Regions from separate parts of the Mus musculus genome. Here region 1 is linked to region 2. Evidence: chromatin contacts called from public promoter capture Hi-C data. All regions are on one chromosome and are shown on one strand. The core of a region is the stretch at or near the end of the contact, and the rest is flanking DNA. Distances in the headings are between cores, read along the strand shown. Region 1 holds the start of Cdr2l (cerebellar degeneration-related protein 2-like). Region 2 holds the start of Fads6 (fatty acid desaturase domain family, member 6).

What was found. Capture Hi-C pulls out chosen DNA fragments and counts their contacts.
Region 1: a contact with region 2 is called in a promoter capture Hi-C map of adipose tissue. The contact joins the promoter of Cdr2l here to the promoter of Fads6 in region 2. A contact is called at or near these places in 3 of 39 promoter capture datasets (the HPC-7 cell line, hematopoietic stem and progenitor cells and macrophages), 1 of 484 Hi-C or Micro-C datasets (bone marrow-derived macrophages), 3 of 115 datasets of contacts at active chromatin or transcription factors (embryonic stem cells and pancreatic cancer cells) and 3 of 9 other capture datasets (adipose tissue, liver and pancreatic islet).

The regions. Positions count from the first base shown.
Region 1 is chr11:115,379,246-115,384,408 of GRCm38.p6, forward strand. It overlaps Cdr2l (cerebellar degeneration-related protein 2-like), which reads left to right and starts at 2,671. Exons shown (of 5, transcript NM_001080929.1): 1 at 2,671-3,156. The coding sequence starts at 3,078.
Region 2 is chr11:115,295,788-115,300,778 of GRCm38.p6, forward strand. It overlaps Fads6 (fatty acid desaturase domain family, member 6), which reads right to left and starts at 1,775. Exons shown (of 6, transcript NM_178035.5): 1 at 1,527-1,775; 2 at 751-917. The coding sequence starts at 1,689.

The DNA of each region.
Region 1 (5,163 bases), core at 1,421-3,920, 84 kb after region 2:
ACACAGCATAAACACATATACACACATGCATGCATACACACATATACGCATATGCACATACATATATCCATATACACATACACATATACATACATACATATATACACACATGTATACATCCATATACCCACACACATACACACACATACATACATACACACACAAACATGTACACAAATGCATATACCCACAAGAACATATATACACACATTTATACACACATGCATGCATATACACATATGCACACACATATGCCCATATACACACACATACACACACATGCATGCATGCATACGTACGTACACACACATGTATACACTCACACACCCACACACATGCATACACATATACACATACATACGCACGCAAACATACACACATGCATATACACACATGCACACACATACATATGTACACACATGTATACACACATGCACACACATACATTCATACAGTATGCTCCATCTCTCAAAAGTGTCTATACTCCCAACAACACCACACTAAGAGTGAAGCATTTAACACATGAGCCTTGGGAGACAGTTAAGGTCCCAAGTATGGTAATGGGGGTACCTCAGTGTGGATTTAATTTGCATTTCCTGAGGATTAAATAAAACTTTGTACCTTAGTCACATTAACTGTTAACTGGGCCATTTGGATTTTTTTCCTCAAATTTGTCCAGTCAAGTCTTTTACCCATTTTCTCCTGGCCATATGCCTTTTTCCTTTGGATTTTCAGGTTTTGCCATATTCTGGCTAGATGTCCTTTTCTGGTTATATCACAACATATATTGAGTGCCTCAAGAATGTTCACACATGCTGGGCAGTGGTGGTGCAAGCCTTTAATCCCAGCACTCGGGAGGCAGAGGCAGGTGGATTTCTGAGTTCGAGGCCAGCCTGGTCTGCAGAGTGAGTTCCAGGACAGCCAGGGCTATATAGAGAAACCCTGTCTCGAAAAACCAAAAAAAAAAAAAGAATGTTCACACATGATGGGTCTCAACAAAAACAAATTACATGAATGCTGGAGGATTAGGAAAACTCCTTTAAGGAAAAAAAAATTCTTGGATGGATTAAAGCATGGCTTTTATGGGTGTAACTGGATATCGGATTTGGGTCTTAAGCAGTAAGAAACAGACCTTAAAGTGAAAAGGGCAGAATACAAGTAACACGTGCCCAAAGTTCATTCCTTCCAGCCTGTTTCCAGACATACAGGTTTTTAAACACTCCAGTTCTTTTTTTAAATGAGTTCTATTTCTATATTTATTTATTCTATATTTATGTGTATGAGTGTCTGCCTGCCTGAATGTATCTATACCATATGCATGCTTCGTACCCAAGGAGGTCTGAAGAGGAGAACTGATCCCCCGGAAGGAGTTCCAGGTGTTTCTGAACCACCATATTGATCTGAGGAATGAATCCTCAGATCTTCTACACGAGCAGTTGAGCCATCTCCAGCCCACGGCCTAGGTTCTTTTTTTTTTTTAAGAATTGTTTATTATTTGTAAGTACACTGTAGCTGTCTTCAGACACACCAGGAGAGGGCATCAGATCCCATTACAGATGGTTGTGAGCCATCATGTGGTTGCTGAGAATTAAACTCAGGACCTCTGGAAGAGGAGACAGCCCTCTTAACCACTGAGCCATCTCTCTAGCCTAAGACTCAGATTCTTAAAGGTAGGTGTGTGTGTGTGTTCACTCATGTGTGTTCATGTGTGTGTAGAGGGTACAGGACAACCTCCAAGTGTTACTGAACAAGGAGCTGTGCACCTTGCTTTTTTTGAAACACGGCCTATCACTGGCCAATTAGGCTAGGTTTACTGGCTACCATCGATCCATCTCTCCTGGCTCCCCAGCTCCCAGAGCTGGGATTTCAAGAACAAGCCACGCACTCTGCTTTTTTTTTTTTTTTAAACAAAACCAAACCTGGTAAGCACTTTTAATGTGCTGAGCCACCTCCTCAACCCCCTTAAAGTAATGTTTAGCTTTGCTTAGTTTAGTTTACAGAAAAACTTCCACACTGTAGCTTAGTCGGGCCTGGAACAAGCTGTGTTAAAAGTCTGGCCTAAGAACTCAAGATAATCCTATTGCTTCAGCCTCCTAACTCCCGTTAGTAGAGGAGGGAACCACTGTGTGTTTTCTATGTGTGAGACTTTATGTAATTACAAGTACCCAGAGGCCAGAGGTGTCAGAATTTCCCTGAAGCTGGCGTTACAGGCTGTTGGGAGCTTCCTGACGTAAGTGCCGGGAACCGAACTCAAATCCTCAGCAAGAACTCTTGACCTCGAGTGTTCCAGCAGCCAAACCCCCATTCAAGGTTCTTAAAGATGTTTCTAATTTAATACCATTTTTTAAAAAGTTCTTCGGATATATCAGTGGGTCAGCACGTTCTCCGCAGGTGAGGACCACTGTGGACATCAGACAGACCCTTGCTCCCAGGAGAGCCAGAAGGACAGATAACAAGCAAACAAAATAATTCCAGATGGACGTAAATAAAAGTCGGACGTGGAGGAAAAGCAGGACAGAGGGTTGATCCAGCAATTCCCGGACCAGGACACCAGGAAGGTCCTTGCCTTCGGTCCCGCCCCTTATTTGCATACGTCTTTTGATTGGTCTCCGGCGGCAGGTCCCACCCCGCAAAGCTGGCGGCCTGGGAAGCTGAAAGCGGGCCGGGCGGAGATGCAGCGGCGGCTCCGGGTGTCGCGGCGCGGGCCGGGCGGTGTGCGGGCCGGAGGCGGGCAAGGGGTACCCGCCGCTGCATCCGCACTCTGCTGACGCCCTAGCCCTGCAGGTGGTCCCGGGTGGTCCCAGCTGTCGTCCCACTTTGCAGTCCCCACCCCTCCGCCCTTTGTGCCGCCGCCACCCGGCGTCCCCAGTTCGGCGGGACCCGGGGAGCGCGGGAGCCAGAGGCCCCGCTGGGCGCACGGGGCCGGCAGCGGATGGCGATCACGGGCGGAGGGCGCAGGGGCGCTGCAGCCCGAGCTCCCGACGTTGGAAGCCCGGGCCGCCTCCGCCGCATTGTCCCGGGCTGCGAGCCCAGGCCCTGAGCTGCCGCAGCGCCCGCCCACCGCCACCCGCGGGGCCATGCGGAGAGCCGCGGGGATGGAGGACTACTCCGCAGAGGAGGAGGAGTCCTGGTACGACCATCAGGACCTGGAGCAGGGTGAGCGCGTTGGGGAGGGAAACAGCGTGTGCCCCAAGACCCCTGACCACTACTCCATTGTTGGGCGGTATCCCCAAGAAAAGGGCTAGGCTGGACCTGGTGAGCCCAACGGAGCATGATGCGTCTTGAGAATGGGGACGTGGACCGAGAAGGGCGCTGCCCTGGAATATTCTGACGCTGGAGAGAGACTTGCAAAAGTGTCCAGTTGACAGGGCATCCATCGCCCTTCTCATTTTAGTAGCAGCACCTACTCGCGTGCCCCGGTAGGGTATTGTTAGGGGGCCCGATTGCTAGGTAGAATGGAAGTCTTGGGGCCCACAGAGGATTCTTGTTACTTTTGCTAAGAATGCACTGTATATTGAGATAGGTCATCTCTCCAGATCAACAGCACCTGTCCGGGCTAGAATTTCTGAGCTCTAAGACTTCCAGAAAGTTTCCCCAACTCGCTTCCCTCTGCCCAGAAAGGGGGTGGTGCATGCTCACGCCTGCGAAGAAGCTGAAAGTCTCCAATCTGCCTTCCCAAGAGAGGCGTTCCCTGGTCCTTCCCTGCATGGGGCTTCCACCCAAGTGGCTCAGGATGTGAAGGGGTCCTTTAGCAATTTCAGACTTTGCCAAATGAGATCCCTGGGGAAAGAGGGAGCCACTTCCGTGGCACTCATCTAGAAAATGACTAGAGGGGAGTTAGAAGCTGGTGATGAGGTGGCTAAAATGACATCACTGAGAGGTGGAGCCGACCTGACAAGAAGGCCCGAGAGGGTCAGGGTCAAGGCCAAGGCCTGCCGAAGTAGTCAGACCCCAACCTCCTCTCTGCTGGTTCTTACTGAAACCCTGAGGGTGAGGGTCACCTGCATGCTCTGAGGTATTAAAACACAAGCCTGGCACAGTGTGTGTGTGCCACAAAGGCCGGTCTCCATCCTTAGGGCCCAGAGCCCTGGTTTTGCCAAGATGGGAAACATGCACTTGGATCCTGGAGCCTTTGTCTCCTGACCCACTTCCCCATGCAGCTGAGCTTCACCTGCAGATGAGGGGCTGTCCCTGTGCTTGTCAGTGAATCAGAACCTTGGGAGAGCTCCGCAGGGTAGAGAGTGTTGGGTTAGGCATTGCTATGCCATGAGCTTCTGTGACACCTCTTCTCTGTCCTGGCCACTACCCCTAAAACTTTACTCTCTAAACACCTACTGGCCCCATGTGAGCTCCAGACATCAGCCTGGGACCTGGGCACAGTCACAGCCTGACCCTCTGGGCACACAAGGGCTGATGGGGTAGGCCCACTTGTATGCTGCTCTAAGTGTAAGTGATTATGGGATGGCTTCCTGGGAGAGGCTAGCGCAGAAGGAAAGATGAAAAGCCGATTTCTGGCGAAGATAGCCTCTAGGGGAGGCAGATGCTAATACCATGGCGGTCGTCTCATTTAGTTCCCGCACCCCTAATGAAGGCTTGGCACCATGCCCAGCCCAGATGTGGGAGGAAGAAGAAGCCTTGCAGTAGGGGTGGGAGATGTGTGGCTTCTGCCAAGGGACAGGAACTGCCATTCCAGCAGGATTGATAAGCCCCAAACACTCCCTGCTTCTTGGGTCCTGCTGATCAGGCCTGCAGCTCTGGTCGTAGACAGAGCTCAGGAACCAGGATGATACCCAGTAATGAAACACGTTATAAAGACAGAGGCCCTTCCTTCTAGATGCTGTGCCAGCATCTAGGGATGGAATCACCATCCTCCTGATCCTGAATTCCAGCGGAGGAGACGGAAGTGGGAAGTTAAAGTAACCACTGTGGGACAGCATAGTCCCCTCAGCAAAGAGCTCTGAAGGAGGGCACGCTGGGAGAAGGGATGTTTGTAACCAAGGCCTGGGGCCAAATGAAGGACAGGAAGTAGGGGACAAAGGAAGCCTAGCCACGTAGCTCCGCATGCCAGGCCAGGAGAACTGGGCAATGGGGTGGAGCGTCTGCCAAAAGACAGTCATGTCAGAGGGCCCGTTTGTGTTCCACTTTGTACCCAGTCCCCAAATT
Region 2 (4,991 bases), core at 525-3,024:
CTAGAAAGGCCTGAAGAACGATTTGTCCAGGGGCCTTTGCCTTCCTGGTGGGCCCACAGGTAAGAAGGCCTAGGAAGGAGAGGTGGAGGAAGGGAGCCGAGTTCTTTCTGGAGGTTACAGGAGCAAAGAGTTTCTCAAGATGGCTCAGCCATCAGCAGGCATAAGTGGAGCAGGTTGCAGAGCTGGAGCGCTGTGACACTGCCCCCCAACATCCTGACACACCCCCGACTCCACCTCACTGTTCACCCCTTCAGACAATAAGCCCTGATTGCAGAACCAGGAGGCTTCTGTGAGGCAACACAGCCCCGGAGCAAAACTGGCAAGCTGCAGGAGGCCTCCTGAAAGGAAGAAGAAACTCCATCCACCTTTGGCCTAGTGCTACAGAAGACGAGGACTAAAGGAGTCGGAGGACAAGGAATACCTTGAGGGGAGAAATGTTTCTGCTGCTCAGTCAATTTTATCAAGATTATCATGAGATAAACCACGTTCATCGTCATCGACAGATATCGGAACACATAGGATGCGAACTGCTCATTAACGCCAACTTCCTCTCAAGGCCTTGGATGAATACACGGGTACACACACACACACACACACACACACACGCACACGCACACGCACACGCACATGCACACTCCCTCTGTATTGCACACCACACACTTGGATCTACCCACCCTCTGCGGCAGCTCCCTGTCCATGTGAATGGGCACACAGAGTTGCCCAGCAACTGCCCCATCCCGCCAGGCTCACCTCCAAAAAGAAAATCATCAAGATCTTGCTCCAGCGTTTGGACTCTGTGAGGGCACTGTGAGTGGCCAGGTGGCTGCCCTTGACGGTGAGTGTATAATGGCACACACCCAAGATTGTGATGCCCGTGGCAAAGGCCAGGATATTATGGGCGCGTAGGCACAGGAACCCTGCAAAGAGGACGGACCAGGGATCAGGATCTTTCGCCACCTTTTGAAAATATGAGTCCAGACCCACATACACACACTTTCCCAAATCCGGAGCCAAAGAGGGCCAGCCTTCGGCCTGTGACAGGTTCCTCTAAGGCCTGAGAGGGGTGGTTTGACTTTCTCCGTGGGATTTGGAACACACAAAAAAAATCCCCACTGGGCTTTTCAAGGATATTTTGCTGTCCTCGTTCTGCCCGGTCACCCTCCTGAGCCCCCGCCAGAGCAGAGATGGGGACTGGATGTCACAGAGCCATTAGACCGCTAGATGTGCAGCCGGCTTCCTCAGTCCTACTCATCCCATCTCCGGTGTCCCCTGTAGAACATGCTCTTCCCTTCTTCCGGTTCACTTTCCCCTTCCCCACGGCTCCTTGTGCAACTTTTTCCTCCACCACTTTCAAGCATCGGACTTCCTCCCACCTCCAGCGGGACATGAGTTGAACACCCCCAGCTAGACTTTGGAGAGTGAGGTGGGATCCAGGATCCTCAAGTCCTGAGGTTCCCTTCCAGCCTGCACCACCTTCAGCCGCGCCACCCCCATCCGCAGCCCGTGTCTCTGTGTTTCCGTCGTACCTGCCGGCAAGGCGAGCAGGCTGAGAGCGAGGATGGCGCAGTCCACACCGTGGCGCTCCCACCACGAGCTCGCCCGCACCACATCCTGCACCTGACGCTCCAGCTCTTTCAGCAGCGCCTCAGCAGCGCCGTCCCCCGGAGGCGCACTACGAACGGTCTCCATGGGTTCCCTGGACTCACCGAGCTGGGGACAAGCGAGGAGGACCCGGGATTCGGGTGTGAGCTCGGTTGCTGCGCCGGAGAGAACACGCGGGGAGGAGGGGAGGAGCGGAGGGGCGGAGTCACGCATCTGGCTGGGACACCACTAGCCTGAGGTCACCGTGGGAGGCGCGGGGTACCTTCTGCCACGCACAGCCATGACCCGTGACCTAGGCGGGGCCTAGAAGCAGCCTCTCCCGCCAGCCCTTGATACCAGGGCAGCTTGGGGAGGGAGGAGCCAGAGTGGTGCGCGGGGTGGGGAGATGACCCTGAGACAAGGACCAACCTGGGGTAGAGGGAACAGGACTGGGACAAAGTAGCAGACCCCCGAAGGCCTTAACTGTTCATCCACCTCCTCTCAGTCTCCATCTCGGGTTCGTTGTGCGTTCTTAGTCCCCAAACCCAAGTATTTCTATCTCATTAAATTATTAATTTGTATGTGTAGATGTGTCCACGCGGAGTTCAGAGGATAGTTAACATGGGGGCGGAGGGAGTTTGCTCTGGTTTTAAGCAGAAGTGACTTGTAGGGAGGTGGCTTTGCAGCCCGGTAATGGGTAGATAGATACAGAGAAAACATGTCCTGAGTTCACCACTGGGTAGGCAGACATACTGCTAGAATGTCTCTCCAGCTCCACTGGATGGGGACAGCCAGGTCTGAATGGGCCTGGGACAAGCATGAGACTTGAGAATGCCTCTTCCCCTAACATCGGTGCTGACGCAACTGTCACCAGCGTGACTGAGCTGGCGTGGTCCTTTGAGGATAAGCGCCTGACTCCCTTCTCTGCCCCCTTTACATCTTCACAGTACTCCCCCCAGTTTCATTTCAAAGCCCTTTAAAAAAAAAAAAAAACCCGACTGAGTCCTGTGTGTGTTTTCCCAGGAGACCCTTGGGCAGTAGGGCACGAGTGAGGGAGAGCGAGCTATGGCTTGAATTTCTCTCCTGGTACTCTCCTTCACAGATTCAGCTATGTTCTTCAAGTTCATGTGTGAAGCCATCCTCTGGCTACACAATTCTCTCAACTGGCCATGTAGCCCAGGCTGGTCTCAAACCTACTGTCCTGCCCAGCATCCCACATACTGGGACCTGACATTCTTTCTGAAGGGACAGGATCAAGAGGTCCTGAGCAGACCCGTGTCCTCCACTTCTAGACATTTACTAGGCTTTGTGTATTCCCATGTCACCCTGTAAAAATGACACCCACTTGTGTAGTTCAGACCTTTCTTTCTAACATCTTGGTCCTAGGGATCAAACTCAGACAGGCCCCAGAGTTACCGAATGGCTAAACTCCAAGTCCAGTTCTCTTGTTTTAGACAGAGAAAGGGAACCGCCAGTCTCCCTCATTATGTCCCACCCAGAGTCCCCACCACAAGAGTAGAATTTTTAGGGAGGAAGATGCACAAGTTTTAGAAGTGAGAATAGTATGATTTGATTAATTGGGGGACTAATTGGGGGCATAGAGGGATCCTACCGCCTTTATCATAAATAGAAGTTCCTGGTACTTCCAAGCCTGCTGCCAAGCCGCAGCTACCCTGGTATACATCACTAATAGCAATCTAAAGGGGGAAAAGGCTGCGAAGATGTCAGGAGCTGGCAGGAGGGGGCTGGAGAGATGGCTCAGCAGTTAAGAGCACCTGCTGCTCTTGCAGAGGGCCGGTCTGGTTCCCAGAACCCACATGGCAGCTCACAATCCTCTGTGACCCTAGTTTCCGGGGGGGGGGGGGGGGAATCTAACATCCTCTTCTGACCCATCTGTGGTGGACATATGTGCACGGAGGCAAAAGACTCGAAAAGAGAAAATACAATTTTTACAAAAGTAAAGAGGAGCTTGGGGGAGGCCGACAGCGTGTGAGGTGGAGTGAGCCAACGGCTTTCTGGAGATGGCTGAGCTTGGTTTGAAGGGCTTTGACTGAGGAAAGGCACAGGGTATTCTACGTTCTCAAGGCATAGGGGTGCGGGGGGAGGGGCAAGAGCAGAGAAAAATCAATGGAAGGCAGGAAAGGAAGACTGGTACCAGGGGCTGGAGGTATCTTGACTGGCAGGTAGAGATGGTGAGGCTTATCTCTAGAGGCTACAGGAGCCACCATGGGCTTTAGACCAGGGGAGGGGATTGTGTAATGTGTTTAGGGAGGCTTGTCTATATCAGGAAGAGATGAAGAAGAATCTAAGGAATGTCTCAAGATAGCCAAGCAAAAAGGTACCATGGCAGGAGAAGAGGCTGAGGCTGTAAAATGTACAGGGACAGAGGAGATGTAAACAGCCTGTGAAATACACAAAGAAATACACAAATGACCAGCAGGCTTCAGGTCAGTAGCCTGGGGAAACATGAACACATCCAGGAAACATGCCTAAAATGAATGTCAAAACTCAGTTCTGAGGAAGACTGCACAGCAACTGGGCTACCAACTGTCAGGACTTTGGGTATTGTTTTGTTCTGTTGTGGCTTGAGAATCCAAACCTTGGCCTTGCACCTGCTGGGCAAGCCTATCACTGGACTATAATAACTCTAGCCCTTGGTTTGTTGAAATTGAGTCTCACCATGTAGCTGAGGCTGTCCTTGAACTCACAATCTTCCTGCCTCAGCCTCTCAAGTGCTGGAATTACAGATAAGTGTCACTAACCCAATGACACTTTTGTAGAAGTTGAATATATACCCACGGTATGACCCAGCAATTCAGCTCCCAGGCAGCTGCCCGACAGGAATGAAAACATATGTCCATGGGCTAGTGAGATAGCTCAGCAGGTAAGAGTACTGTCTGCTCTTCCGAAGGTCCTGAGTTCAAATTCCAGCAACCACATGGTGGCTCACAACCTCTGCAATGTGGTCTGATGCCCTCTTGTGGTGTGTCTGAAGAGAGCAATACTAAATACATAAAATAAATAAATAAATCTTAAGAAAGAAAGAAAGAAAGAAAGAAAGAAAGAAAGAAAGAAAGAAAGAAAGAAAGGAAGGAAGGAAGGAAGGAAGGAAGGAAGGAAGGAAGGAAGGAAGAAAGGAAGAAAGGAAGAAAGGAAGAAAGGAAGAAAGGAAGAAAGGAAGAAAGGAAGAAAGGAAGAAAGGAAGGAAGGAAGAAAGAAAGAAAGAAAGAAAGAAAGAAAGAAAGAAAGAAAAGAATACTGATTGTTCTTCCAGAGGTCCTGAGTTAATTCCCAGCAACCACATGGTAGCTTACAACCATCTTTAATGGGATCTGATGCCCTCTTCTGGTATGTCTGAAGACAGCTATGTTGTACTCATATGCATAAAATAAATAAATCTTTTTTAAAAA